Regions from separate parts of the Mus musculus genome. Here region 2 is linked to region 1. Evidence: chromatin contacts called from public promoter capture Hi-C data. All regions are on one chromosome and are shown on one strand. The core of a region is the stretch at or near the end of the contact, and the rest is flanking DNA. Distances in the headings are between cores, read along the strand shown.

Region 1 (6,753 bases), core at 722-3,221:
AAGTTTGTCTTCAGGATCTTGAAGTGAGATCTAAGTTTAAATCACAGGGTCATGCCTCATGACCAAAAGGAGATTGTCAGTCCTCATCGCCTCTTTGCCCCTGGCTCTGCTCTCCTTGGTACTTAATCATAGCTTAAGTGGTTTCCTTCTGCCTTCTGCCCTTGCCATGATGGAGTGTCACCATGGGGCTTAATCCAAAGAGGTTCTATGGACTAAGACTATCTACAAGTATGAGCCAAAGTAACCTTTTCTCTTTAAACGTTGGTTTCCCTGGTATTTTCAGAGACAGAAAGCTGACATTACACTGATGTAAGACATTCATTTCCTCCGAGAACCACACAGCATGGAGTCCAGATACTGAGAACATTTAGTGAGGATTCTGTTCAGTTACAGCCAGTAGTGGTGATTGGTTTTTTTTTTTTTAATTGAAATTTTTGATTTGAGAATTGGCCAGTAAATAGAAAGTGAGGTTAAGAAAGAAAGAAAGAAAGAAGGAAAAAAAGAAAGAAAGAAAGGAAGGAAGGAAGGAAGGAAGGAAGGAAGGAAGGAGTAGATAGACAGACACTCAGGTGGATTTAATCTCAGATGAAAGGAATTAACATATTTTTAAGTAGACATGATTTTCAGATGACCCACACGATTCTATAAAACTTACAGAACAACTTAAGATCAACCTAAACTAGATGTCATTAAAATCAATAGATGGAGACAAGGCCAACACAACCTAGGCCAACCCTTACATGGCATTCTTTCTTATCCAATCTATACCTGATTACATTTCTCTCACTTATAGAAACCATCCTGCCAAGACCAGTCTCTACTTCTATAGGGCAGCTCTAGAGGCTGTTGGTTACACTAGTCAGTGCAGAGTCACAAACTTTCATCTTCCTATTTTCACCTACTGAATCAAAATTTTCAATTTTAATTACCCAGATGTTGGCATCTTTGATAAGAACTCTGTGGAAATATCATCCCTAGAACCCACTCACTGCATAGTGAGGCTAGCAAAGATCTGGCCTGATTTCACAATTTTCACACCTTATCATGAACAAAGTCCCCGTGTAAGTATGCTTTAATGTCCTCTCCAATCAGTTGCAAAATGTAGGGTTAAAAAAACAATCAGAATTAAAACCTGGTGTTTTCATTTTCACTTGTGACCTGTCATTGCTCAAGTTTATCTTTACTCACAAAAATAGGTTATAGTGGGATCATAAAGTAAACAATGATAAAAAGTTTTTGGGAGTTGGAAATAAATTGTTATAATGTAACTTGGAAAGTCTTTGGGATTTGTGGGACTTTGGGGCATCATATCTTGATTACTCATTTCCTAATGAAGTAACACTCTGGCATTGAAACTTTTGCCTACTTTAAAGTCATATGACTCCATGAAATATCTAAGTTCATCATCATTTTATTTATTGATTGATATTTTTATTAATTTATTTTCTCATAAATTACATTCTGGCTGTAGCTTCAGCTTCATCTTCTCCCGTCTTTCCCTAAACCCACTCCCCATGCATTCCTCTTTTTTTTTTTTTTTCCCAGAAAAGGTCAGGTTTGTTGATTTCTGTGGGTTTTCTCAAACATACTTGGCCAAAAAAATTTCTTCCTAATGTTATTCTACTATTCTGTAGACAGAAGTCTGGTATAATGATCGTTAGAGAGGCTCTATCCAGTAGCTGATTGAAGCAGATGCAGAGACCCATAGTCAAGCATTAGTGAATACAATGAATCCTGCAGAAAGGGAGGAAGGATTGTAGGAGTCAAACTTGTCAAGGTCACCATCATTTTAAATGATGGGCTTTGGAAAGATTTTGGATTCTAATTGGGTCATTTAAAACCTAAGTTTTGGAGTCTGAACACTCCAGTAATCTCTACTTGAGGGGCCAAAACTGAAGACAGACATACCTATGGGACAGAGGCAAACAGCTTGGGTACTGGTTTCTGCTGCTTCCATTAATTTGCTCTGTGTGACTAAGCAAAATGCTCTTTGTCCTGTGTTCAGAGTCAGAGACATCACTGCCACGCTGCACACAGATTTATAACTCTGGCCAAAGGTTTCAGCAAATACAGATTTCTTCAGTCTGAAGTCCACCAGTGTCTGTGCTCTCTGAAACTAAACCAGAACATTTTTTTAATCTAAATTTCTCTCACCTCAGAACCTTGGGTGACGGGACTAAGAGCTGCCCAAGAACTTATAGCATTGGTGATAATGTCTGCTATTGCCCTGGAGTTACCCTTGGCTTTTATTTATCAGTCTCTTTTCAAACTGAGATAGTGTCAACAGGGACACAGACAGACCAGAACAAAGGAACAGTGCCCTTTACAGTGCTTCCTGAGTGTAAATGGAAAGATTATAACTCAAGGAATTGTTGAAAATGAGCCTTTTGTCTAGAGCATTTATTATGCTACAATTGGCAAAGCTTTTTTTTTTTTTAAAGAGAAAGAATGAGTTAAAGCAAACACAAAATCAGAACAGACCCCGGGGAGTCTGTGGATTTCATATAATGATCCAGGTACATGCTTGATATATTAATCATAATCTTCCATGACTGTATTGCCGTGTCTCTCCAGCCCAACTCCTCCCATAAAGATAGGGAACAGGGAAGGGACATGACCTATTCAGGCCCCTGTGGGTATCCCTGAAACATTTGTTTCTTTAGCATCTAACACAAACATGACTGGAGTAATAGTTTGCTCTCATCCTTGTGCCTGTTTGAAGGGATATGATGACTGTATGAAGTCCATATGACAATAGCATTTGAAAAGTATCTTACTGGAAGTCAGTACAATGATGGCATCTCCACTTTCTTGATGAATTCTATGTAAGGCATCTGGTTTGGAGACTAGTCTCCGCATTAGTGCGACTTAGTAATAGAAGGCATTTTTTTTTTAACCACAAGGTCTTGAATCAAAGTCCAGGAATGGGGTTAATCTTTGTGTTGCTTTGTCTGGGAAGGAGCCAATTGACCCAGGGAGCACCTGAAAATGAAACACCATCCACCCAGATGGGAAAATATTTCTGCCCATTCCTATAAACTTTGATAAGACACTGTTGATAAGCAGAAGTCACATGAATGGCAGCAAGTTTCACTTCCTTGGAAGGAAGTTCACTGTCTAGTGAGAGCCTGAAATCAGAGACTTGAATGTAGAAGTTGAAGGATTATGGAAGGACACATGCAGAGTGCTCTCAGTCCTTCTAATGTCGCCAGCCAGGGAGAACCAGGACTGCCATTAGATAGAACAAAGTCAGTGTATTGTCAACACAACTTGCCTTTAGACATCGAAGAAATCCAGAGAGAGCACAGTCAACACAGCTTGTCTGACGGTGATGGAAGCTTTCCAAATAAATTGAACTCATTTTAGACATGTTCCAAGCAACTTAGCTCTCTACCTAGCCTCTCAGCATTCATCTGTATCCTAGATAAATGGAAGGAGGGCTGGAAAAGAGGCTCCTTAGACATAGCTTAGTGCTTCAGTTTTGTCGTTTTTAATTATAGTCATGGAAGTGTAGTATGACTAGTCAGTGAATGTCTAATATAATCTACAGTGATCTAACCAGAAAAACACATTTCCATCTGTTTCTGACACATCACTGGGAACCTTCCAATGCCTTTCTTCTAGTGCTTTAGAAAATCCTTAAGTTACTGTCAACTACAGGGTGTTGCTGTTTCAAACCTATGTAACACAGAGCAGTTTCCTGATCTGACATTTTCCACTGTTTTCTTTTACAAGTCAGTTCTTTCTTGTCTCCAAAATAAGTTTCTGCTTGTCTCAGGCAATTCAACACCATTTCTTTCTAGCCACTTAAATTCTTTAATTTCATGAGATACATATGTGTGTATGTATACACATTATACACACACACACACACATTTTATGTCTGCTTGACATAAAACACATTATGTAGACTAGGGTGGTTTTGGACTCAAAATCCAGCCTCCCATCTTCATGATAGGATTAAAGGCCTGTGTCACTACACCTAGCCCATAAGGACTTTTGATACTTTCTTTGGTTTACATGATATGATATTTTACTTCATTTGTCCCTGACTTCTCCTTTCCATTTACTTGATGATGTCTTGAACATCCATGAGCAAAAACCGTGAACCTTTGTGTTTCTTTTGATATGAGCCCTCCCTTTACACTCAAAAGCCCTGAAGGATATTCATTTCTTAAAAAGCTGACCTGGTCTGTTAGTGCTTTTACAAGTGGAGAATGGGTTCAGATACTGCAGGGAGAGCTCATGATCCTAAAATCACAGACATCTAACCCTGCCCAGGTTGGTTATACTCCTTGATTCATTACCCAGGCCAATCTGACCAGCTTGCCTTATGACAGAGTGAGGGTAGATGTTGGAAATGACTTTTCTTATTAATCTTTTCCTTAAGGAAGTGATCATGTGACCATTATTCTGGAGGAGGAGGGTTTAAGAGGTGGTAAGAATCAGGTATTGCAAGAATAGGTCCTGTCGGTGTGGATTGGGGTCACTCCAAAGACATCTTTCACATGTATGAACTTCCCTGCAATCTGTTCGAGTGAGAGGAGTTTGCTGAATTAGGACTGACCTCCAGAGTTTTCAGCCATGTTTGAACACTGGTCCAGACCATATCAGTTATTCGGTAAAAGAGGAGGTAATGGATAACAGAAAGGTTATTTTGGAATGATGTTTTCAAAATCCATTCCCAGGGCTGGGGAGTTAGATCACTACATAAAGTGTTTGCCACATAGTATGAGATCAGAGGGAGTTCAGATCCCAAGTTTTCAGATGCAAGCCCAGCTTGTCAATATGTGTCTATAATCCCAGCACTGGGATTTTATTGACTAACTCTAGCCAATCAGAGAGCTAAGTGATAGACCTTGTTTGTTTGTTTGTTTGTTTAGTGAGGAAAGTGATGCATTTTATTTTATTATTAGATATTTTCTTCATTTACATTTCAAATGTTATCCCCTTACCTGGTTTCCCCTCCTAAAACTTCCAACCCCCCCCACCCCCCCCCCTGCTCACCAACCCACCCACTCCCACTTCCTGGCCCTGGCATTCCCCTACACTGGGGCATAGAACCTTCAAGGGCCTTTCCTCCCATTGATGACCGACCAGGCCATCCTCTGCTACATATGCAGCTGGAGCCATGAGTCCCACCATGTGTTTTCTTTGGTTGGTGGTTTAGTCTCTGGGAGCTCTGGGGGTACTGGTTGGTTCATATTGTTGGTCCTCCTATGGGGCTGTAAACCCCTTCTTCAGCTCCTTGGGTACTTTCTCTTGCTCCTTCATTGGGGACCTTGTGCTCAGTCCAATGAATGGCTGTGAGCATCCACTTCTGTATTTGTGAGGCACTGACAGAACTCAGGGAACAGCTATATCAGGCTTCTGTCAGCAAACACTTGTTGGCATCCACAATAGTGTCTGGGTTTGGTGATTGTTTATGGGATGGATCCCCAGATGGGGTAGTCTCTGGATGGTCATTCCTTCAGTCTCTGCTCCACACTTTGTCTATGTAACCTTGTTTGTTTTTTTTAATGAAGTGGATAGTAGTTGAAGATGACACTTGACCTAACCTCTGGCACACGCACGTGCACACACACACACACACACACACACACACACACACACACACACACGTGCACTTGCACTCTCACACAGCTCAGAAGCTACTTCAAGTTCAAAACTATATACAGTGCACCAATTAGTATGATTAAACATATTTTTTATTGGGTCTACTAATGGGATAGAATTTACAAACAAGTATCTTAGTGCCATAGATGGGGGGCTCTGTGGGCCCTCCTCAATCAGAGTCTTGGACAGATGGGCATAGAGTCGGCGAGTGACAAACAGAAGCAGCAGGAGAGAGTGGGTAGAATCTGAGTGTATTTTCATAAAGTGAACACCAGTCTTATATAATACAGAAAACAAAGGGGTAGGATGTCACAGCAGGCAAAGTACATTACCTGACACAAAACAAAGGAATGACTTCAAAAGGACTTACAGGAACCAGGTAATATTTACAGTAAAGATAAAACAGCCCTGCCTAGGGTCAGCTAATGACAGGTAAGGATTTCACACCCTAGTCACAATTTGTGCTACTCCTTTGAGCCTTGTGAAAGCTAGCACCAGGGGGTTCTGGTCTAGCAGACCTTCTCATGAATAACGCAATACCACAACCACCCTATTTCCTAGGCCTTGATAAATTCTTGCATGGGTGTAACTTGGCTGTTCTTTAAAGTATCTGTGGGGAATCTCCATTTATCAGAAGAATTCACCAACTTGCTTCTAATATACAATGTAGCCTGCTATACCTGGCTGTAGTGAAGATTCCTGTCTCAGTGGGATTCCCTAACTCTTTCATGGTAAACCCACCTATTAGCTAGGCCATTGTGTATTCCCGTGTTTGGGTAAGACTGTCTACTGTCCTAAGTAATCACTCTTCAGACTAGTCCTGAGCTATTCTAGCTCTGTTCTTTGTAATGCCTACACTGTCTCTACTAGAAGTAAATTTGAATATTACTGAATAGGTAACATTTACTGAATTCCTATTGAATTCCAAGTTCATTGGCTTCAAGGATTTTCTAGGATGTTGGAACACTGGTGGAGGCTTGCCTATGTCAGAGTTCAACCTTAAAAGGCACTTATAATAAAACAATACTGAAAGAGAGCACGTGGATCCATTCACCAGACTAATGCGGGAATAGGGTATGAGTATACAGGTTATAAGAATGCCAAGGTTCCAGGAGGTTGAGTTTCCTTGAAACTCTT
Region 2 (6,753 bases), core at 2,459-4,958, 58 kb before region 1:
ACTAGGTTTTGACATTTAGCAAATCTAAAAATAGGCAAAGGAAAGTATCCCCCTACTACCACGTTAACATCCCTGCATCTACCTGTATTCCATTCACGTAAGGCTTCCTAAACTAAGTGGTGTAAGGCAAGGGTGGTGTTGAAAATACTTATTGTCCTGCACTGTCACTGTTGTGTTGGGAGAGATGCCAGCTATAAATGACAACACTGGTCTTCAGTGCACAGTGGCTGCATAGCAGTCATGGGTAGGAGACTGCTAAGGTACTGCTGGCCCTTTGTCCTGTGTTGAACGGATGCCACACTCTCAAACATATAGGGGTCCACACAGCCTTATGATCTCAGAGTAGCAACTGCTGCCTGATCCACCTGAAGGCCCCCAGGCATCCCCTCGTTTGATTCTATAAACAAGATCTCGCTTGTTTAAACAAACCATCTCAGCTTTATAGCCTTAAAAGTGCTTCAACCATGAGATCTGTTAGAAGAACAATTTAAATGATAATCAAGGGAGCTTAAGTAGAGGAGAGTCGATAATACTTCCCTGTTTTAGATAGATGTGAAAACTTCACAGCATCCTGATCTGTGGTAAGCACTGAATACAAATGTCAGCACTCAAAGGCATGCCTGACATGAGCGCACACACTAGTATCCCCTCGGACCCATGCATATGCGCATGTACCACGGTCAACTCATGTAGTGTTCACAAAGCTCAGATACTTAAAAGACATAATCCCACACCTTACCTGGACATGGCAGCTGCAAACTCTTCAGAGTTCTTGGTTTTCTTCATCAAGGCCTTGCCCTCAGGGTTGAAGCCATACACCTCTTTAAGGGTACACTGGTTGGTCCTCATGATGAAACCACAGATTTGGGGGACCTCCAGCTCTACCTGAGAACAGAAAGTAATAATACATTGATGTTCTCCATCTAGAATAGGACATATTTCTGCAGCCCAGTCTCCAATCAGGACATGGAGGGGAAAGTATTTGGGTTATGGTCAGAGAGTCACCAGAACCACATGTTCTAAACACATCTCACGGATCCCTTGTCTTGGCTTAGCTTTCTTCTTCCTATGTTAAGATGTTTATGTTTGCATCTGCTATGCACGGAAGGGAGAATGTCCTTGTGTTGGTTTTTAATGTACTCACTTTACATGTAAAGAGTTTGGGGTGATTGCTTAGCAGAAATGCAGAATGGAGCGAGACTTAAGAAAAGTAAATGAAGCAAACAAAAATAAATAGCAAGCAGGAAAAGCGAATGCTTTCCTGACATCGTTTCCCCAAACCATAGCTATGAGCCTGATGAGAGCTTCCTATGTGGGCAGAATTGAAAGGGACCCTTGGTTGTTTTCTGGAACCATTTCAGAACACTCCAGTGAGATGGAGAAGCTCGTGTTTGTGCTGTCTGACCTAATGCGGCAGCATGAGCCACAGGTGTGTGTTGGCTACATTGAAATATGGCCAGTGAGAATAAAAGTTGCATTTATTCAACTTAAATGGCCACAGGTAGCCAATGCCCATTGCGTTTAACTCTACAGACCAGCACTATGGTCCACGAGGGAAGAGGATAACTTAGCAAATGGATTTCTCTTCCCACACAGACCTCAATAGCAGCTCTTGGCTATGCTTTATGAGAACAGACAGGTGTCTAACAAGTCTCCTGAGAAGCAGCCTATCGTTTGAACAAACCAGGTATTTAAATGTTTCTCCATTTTATGCTTGACACCATAAATGTTGCATGCCCAGCGTTCTCCTGCAAAGACCACCTTCTTTTCTGTACTCACTGGATCTCTCTCATGGTCAGATCTACATGCCAATCCTGCTGGCTTCCTAGACCATGCCCCCCAATTACACTTTGGAAGCTAATGGGAGGAAAACTTGGCTGGAAATTTGGAAGTCTTCATTCAAGTGGGGTATCGTCAGTTGAGGTGCTGGGAAGTGCTAGAAGGTTCTATGAGGGGCTCCTGGTGGAACAAGGCTAGGCTTCAGCTGCAGGTTTCTCCAGCCCTTGTCCTCCGTACCTTACAGTTGATCTTGGTGGCGCTTCTGGAGTCAGCTGTGCCCTGGACACCGCTGGAACTTTCAGCTTCATAGTTGTACACGTACTTTCGGAGGTGCTTGAATCGAGTTGCATCTTCTAAAGTGAAGAGGAAATAAGTCAGCCCTGGAGATGAAACAACTCTCTAAAGGCAGCCGCTGCCAGGCAGATTGGGACCGTGGCACAGGCGATAAAGGTCACTGAGCACGAGTTAGTTGTGCTTGACTTTGTACTACACACCATTGGTCTCTATAGACTTAACATCGCCACCATCTTGGCTGAGAATGGTGTTTAATCATTTGGGATTCCACGAAAGGGAGGGCCAAGCATCGATTAAATGGAACTGCAGAAATCCATGTGATGAGCCTTTGAAATTTTAAGTTATCAAAGGGACAGGGCTAAGTGTTTTCTCAGTTTGAAAATGCTATCGTGACTAGAACCTATGAAGTACCGGACACAAAGTTAGCTGTTAAGGCTGTCTGGTTGACTTCTAGAAACCCCCTCCATAAAAAGAAACTTCTGGCAGATTCCACTGTCCATGACAGGAATTTTTTGATTGTGAGAAAAATAACTGGTTAGGAACCCGGATGTAGTACTGCCATATGGCCACCAGATGGAGATGCTGCCCCATCAGAGGAGAGGCCAATCCTAGCGCTCTGCGGAGGAAGCTGGGTATTGCGGCAAAGCCTGATCCTCTGACCCCTAGGGTAGAGTAAATAGGAAGGGGTGGAGGGGTCTGGTGTTCTGCACAAAGGTTAAAGTCGGCATTTCTTCATCCTCACATACTCTGAATCAGTGATTAGTCATCGATAAACAGCACAGCAATGTCTCTCTACAGTGCCCACAGTCTCATCGCTACCCCACTTCAGAACCAAGTCTTGGTACAGACAAGAAAGGCAATACACAAAGAGCAGAGATCCTTTGTTGGAGGAGTCTGGGTGCACAGAGACTCAAAGTCTTCACTTGCAGGGGTCTGAGCAGTGCTTCCTAATCCGAGCAAGCAAACGGGTTCTACGTGGGAGGAACGGGGGCACAGGAGGGTGGATGGAGAGGAGCGTCAGGGTGAGAAGTACCAAGGCGGCCAGTGAAAAATGCCTTACTTGGACAGCTGAAGCTTAAGTTTTCCAGGACTTCATCTTCTGTAAGAGAAAAGGAGAACCTTGGCTTTCTTGTGTTTTCCAGTGGGTTCCATGGCCTGACAGGAGGGAGCCCTCACAACCTAAATTATCTTAGAGCTATCCAGAGCCTTCTTTCTAACTCCCCTGTACAGTGCCCTCACCCGGAACCCAGGAGCCTGCTAGATCTTGTTTTTTTCATCACCCCCCGCCCCCTCCCTAGGACCCTGCGGCTGCCTTCCCTCTCACCTAGCCCAAGCTACCTAATAGCCAGCCTGCCACCAGTTTCTACCCCAGGATGTAACTGGTGGTCTGTAGCACAGCCCAGCGCTCTGTCCCCACGCTGGCTTTCTCCCAGGCTTCCACCCTAACTCACGAGCCCAGACGCTGGTGTCCAAGAACAGTAGCAGGAACAGCAGCAGTAACGGCGTCCGCAGGGCAGGCTTTCGTGGGCCCATGGCGGATGGATGGTGGGGTGGCTTCCTGGCTGTGGCCTGGCCACGGGCCTAGCCCCTGCTGCTTGCTCTACAGGGTCTTCGGAGGCGGAGCTCAGGCAGGTACTTGATCCACTGCAGGCACTGATGAGACTGCCTGGCCCTTTGAAAAGTGCTCCATTTATAGGAGGAGCTGGCTTAAGGAGAATTGCCAAAGGTCCAAAGGGCACGGCCCGGGCCTGTTTGCTTTTCCATACAAGCGCATTTCTAGGTGGATAAGACTGGATCTGATGGTGGTCTCACTGCTGGTTCAAACGCCGCCACCTGGGGCTCCCCCCACCCCCGAACTTGTGTTTCTTTCCTCAGGGGGTCGCAGGTCGATAGTGGACTTATTATCCCGTCAGCATGCCCTGACTTTCTCCAGGAGACCACCAACCATAGGGATGATGTCATACCCTGTACCCCGCTCCTGCTCTGACTCCGGAGCCCTTTGGAAAAATGTTCTTTACGCACTGGTGGGGGCTTCTTCCTAAGCTCCTTCCCATTTTGGTGGACTTTGGTTTTGAATAAACAATCCTGTCCTAACTAATTTAGCAAGGTGGGAAGAGAAAGGGGGAAGTCTGGTGTGTGCTTGGGTTTGGTGTCCAAGTCTCACAGAAAACTAGTGAAGAGGGGGGCCCAGAGATGATCAGCTCCCGGGGTCCACTGTGGGCAGCGCCAGTCATGGAAGAAAGCTGGTGGGGTGGAATTGTGATGGTCTGGAAGGCGAATGTCTGTGATGGGCTGTGTGGTCTTAGCACCTCCAGTCTAGTGGCGAGGCAATCTGCCCCACAGACAGGGAGCTTTGGGTGAGCAGGGCATGGCGAACATCACTCTGTATGGGTGTTTGGAGCCAGAGGAGTGGAAATGGGTCGTAGCCTAGGGACAAAAGTCGTTAGAGTATGTCAGGTGTGTGTGTGTGTGTGTGTGTGTGTGTGTGTGCGTGTATATATAGGTTCATGGGCATGCACGCATAGAAATGCATGAACCTGTGTACATGCATACAGAGGCCATAAGCCAACTTTGAGTGTTTTTTTTTTTTTTTTTTTTTTTTAAAGATTTATTTATTATATGTGAACACAATGTAGCTGTCTTCAGACACACCAGAAGAGGGCATCAGATCTTATTATAGATGGTTGTGAGCCACCATGTGGTTGCTGGGATTTGAACTCAGGACCTTCGGAAGAGTAGTCAGTGCTCTTAACCACTGAGCCATCTCTCCAGCCCTTGAGTGATTTTCAAAATCACTCTTTACCTTAGCTTTTGAGGCACTGATCCTGGAACTCGCTAACTAGCTTGACTTGACCAGCTGCAGCAAGCTCCAAGGACTGTGTGTCCAAGTCCTCAGCCCTGGGGCTCCAAGAGTATGCTGTGTCTGTCTTTATCCAGTGAGCGCTGTACTCAGGTCCTCTTGGTCATAGGGCAAGCACTTTCTGTCCAGGACCTACAGTGTGGCACTTCTGCTTGATTCATGTGGCAAGCTTCTTTTGGAATCGTTCAAATGTTCTGATGAGTCTCCCCGATGCTTCTAGAGCATCGGCTATGGACCCATAGAGCAGCAGACACAGCCTCCCTTGAGCAAACACACCCTCCCATTTTCTCAGAAGAGACTCATCATCACATTTAGTCACTCTCTGTGCCTGACTCTTCATATCTGTCCTCACTGAGATGGTGACTGTAGCTACAAATTCCCCATGGGCAGCTAAACTCCCTTTAGTGGTTTGCTGCTTTGGGTTGTGCATGCCCATGTCCAAAGGTGGTCATTTTAGGGGTCTCACCTGAAGGCTAGCCAAGACCCACAGCACTAAAGGACGGGTAAAGTTATTACTCGGAAGCCTCTTTTCTCTGAGCACGGAACTAACACTGTTAGTGTTTGGAAATGGTTCTGCTTCCCCGCTTTGCTCCAGGGGAACTGGGCGAGAAGAGAAACAGAAATGAGAAGGGGAAGGATTACAGTAAATGAACAAAGTCCAGACTCTCTCTGTTGCTGACAGAGGAAGCCCATGACCTATTGTTAGCATCATTGGGGGATGTCATTTCTACGACTTGGGTATGAAGTATGGATTCAATAACCTGGATGCAGAGAAGATGCTGAGATACTCGGATGCTCAGAACCATCTCTACAGCAAAAAGCTCAAGCCTCTGAAGTCTTGAGTTCAGCTAATTTTTCTTCTCTTGGTGGCCTCTGGAGAATGTCCCCTAGGCTGGGGCTCAGCCTCTGTTCTTATCTGTGGACAGGGTCCAGTGCACAGGCACCACACAGCAAATGTCACAGTGCTGAGCTGACAGAGGACACTCAGAAATGCTGAAAGGGCCACATGTCGATTTTCCTTAAATTACAAAATCTGCCTCGATGCTTGGCTAAAAGCCATCTGGAGGTATTTGTGACCACCACTGCGACCTTCACTCATCTCTTTTAAGCACAGCCCTTCTCAGCTCATTGCACTGAACAACTTGGAAATTTCAAAGGCCAGTTTGCAGAGAGACTTCAAATAAAATGAAGATCCAGGAGACCCCGGAGTATAAGCACCTCGTTGAGCAGAGAAAATCCCGGTCCCTAGAGAGACTACTTGCTATGTGGATATTTGGCTCAAGAGAGGTGGGGTTGAATTCTAGCTGACTTCATGGAAGGTTGCAAGACATCAACCTTCTAGGTCTCTGTGTGGTCACAGGATTAATAGTATCTATTTTCTAGAATTTTTTTTTTGAAAATTAAGGAAAATGATGTGAAATACAAGCCATCTAGCAAGATGTCTGGGAAATAGAAGGCATTTGATAAGGAATAATGGTTACCACTCCTTATGTGTATGTTACAGTGGGTGCATGTTTGTTGGGTACCTGTCTGAACTCAGTAAGCACAATACAGAAGCAGAGGTTAACAGAACACAGGTGGCGACTCAGGGCCAAGGGAAAGGGCTGTGGGGGGAGAGCATCTGTGAGGGATCGAGGTCCCGAATCACCATCCATTTGCATCTCAGATTTCTGAGTGTTTAACATTACTCTTCCCAAAGTAGACGGAGACCCTGCTAACGCAAGCTGCCTAGGAGCTGTCACCGACCTTACACACAGACAAATCTCAGCTTGTCACTATGACTTATCAGCTCACGAATGCAAAGTCCTGTTGGTTGGACA

Evidence for each region. Promoter capture Hi-C pulls out the DNA fragments that hold promoters and counts their contacts.
Region 2: a contact with region 1 is called in a promoter capture Hi-C map of liver. The contact joins the promoter of Apob here to the enhancer-like site in region 1. A contact is called at or near these places in 5 of 39 promoter capture datasets (the 3T3-L1 cell line, 3T3-L1-derived adipocytes and liver), 1 of 15 datasets of contacts at CTCF or cohesin (the NIH/3T3 cell line), 24 of 484 Hi-C or Micro-C datasets (the 3T3-L1 cell line, the AML12 cell line, the HL-1 cell line and 10 more), 8 of 115 datasets of contacts at active chromatin or transcription factors (embryonic fibroblasts, fetal liver, hepatocytes and 5 more) and 1 of 9 other capture datasets (liver).

Annotation. Positions count from the first base shown.
Region 1 is chr12:7,915,394-7,922,146 of GRCm38.p6, reverse strand. No RefSeq gene overlaps it. Among named protein-coding and RNA genes, the nearest start is that of Apob, 59 kb to the left of the region's middle. RefSeq lists an enhancer at 1,735-2,426. Within about 2 kb of position 1,971, at least 32 of the 459 cell types and tissues checked have an H3K27ac peak or open chromatin away from gene starts, as enhancers often do. A contact at or near this core is called in the HL-1 cell line, the NIH/3T3 cell line, adipose-derived mesenchymal stem cells and 7 more, where this site is marked.
Region 2 is chr12:7,974,632-7,981,384 of GRCm38.p6, reverse strand. Apob (apolipoprotein B) reads right to left here and starts at 3,708. Exons shown (of 29, transcript NM_009693.2): 1 at 3,525-3,708; 2 at 3,134-3,172; 3 at 2,017-2,132; 4 at 740-885. The coding sequence starts at 3,606.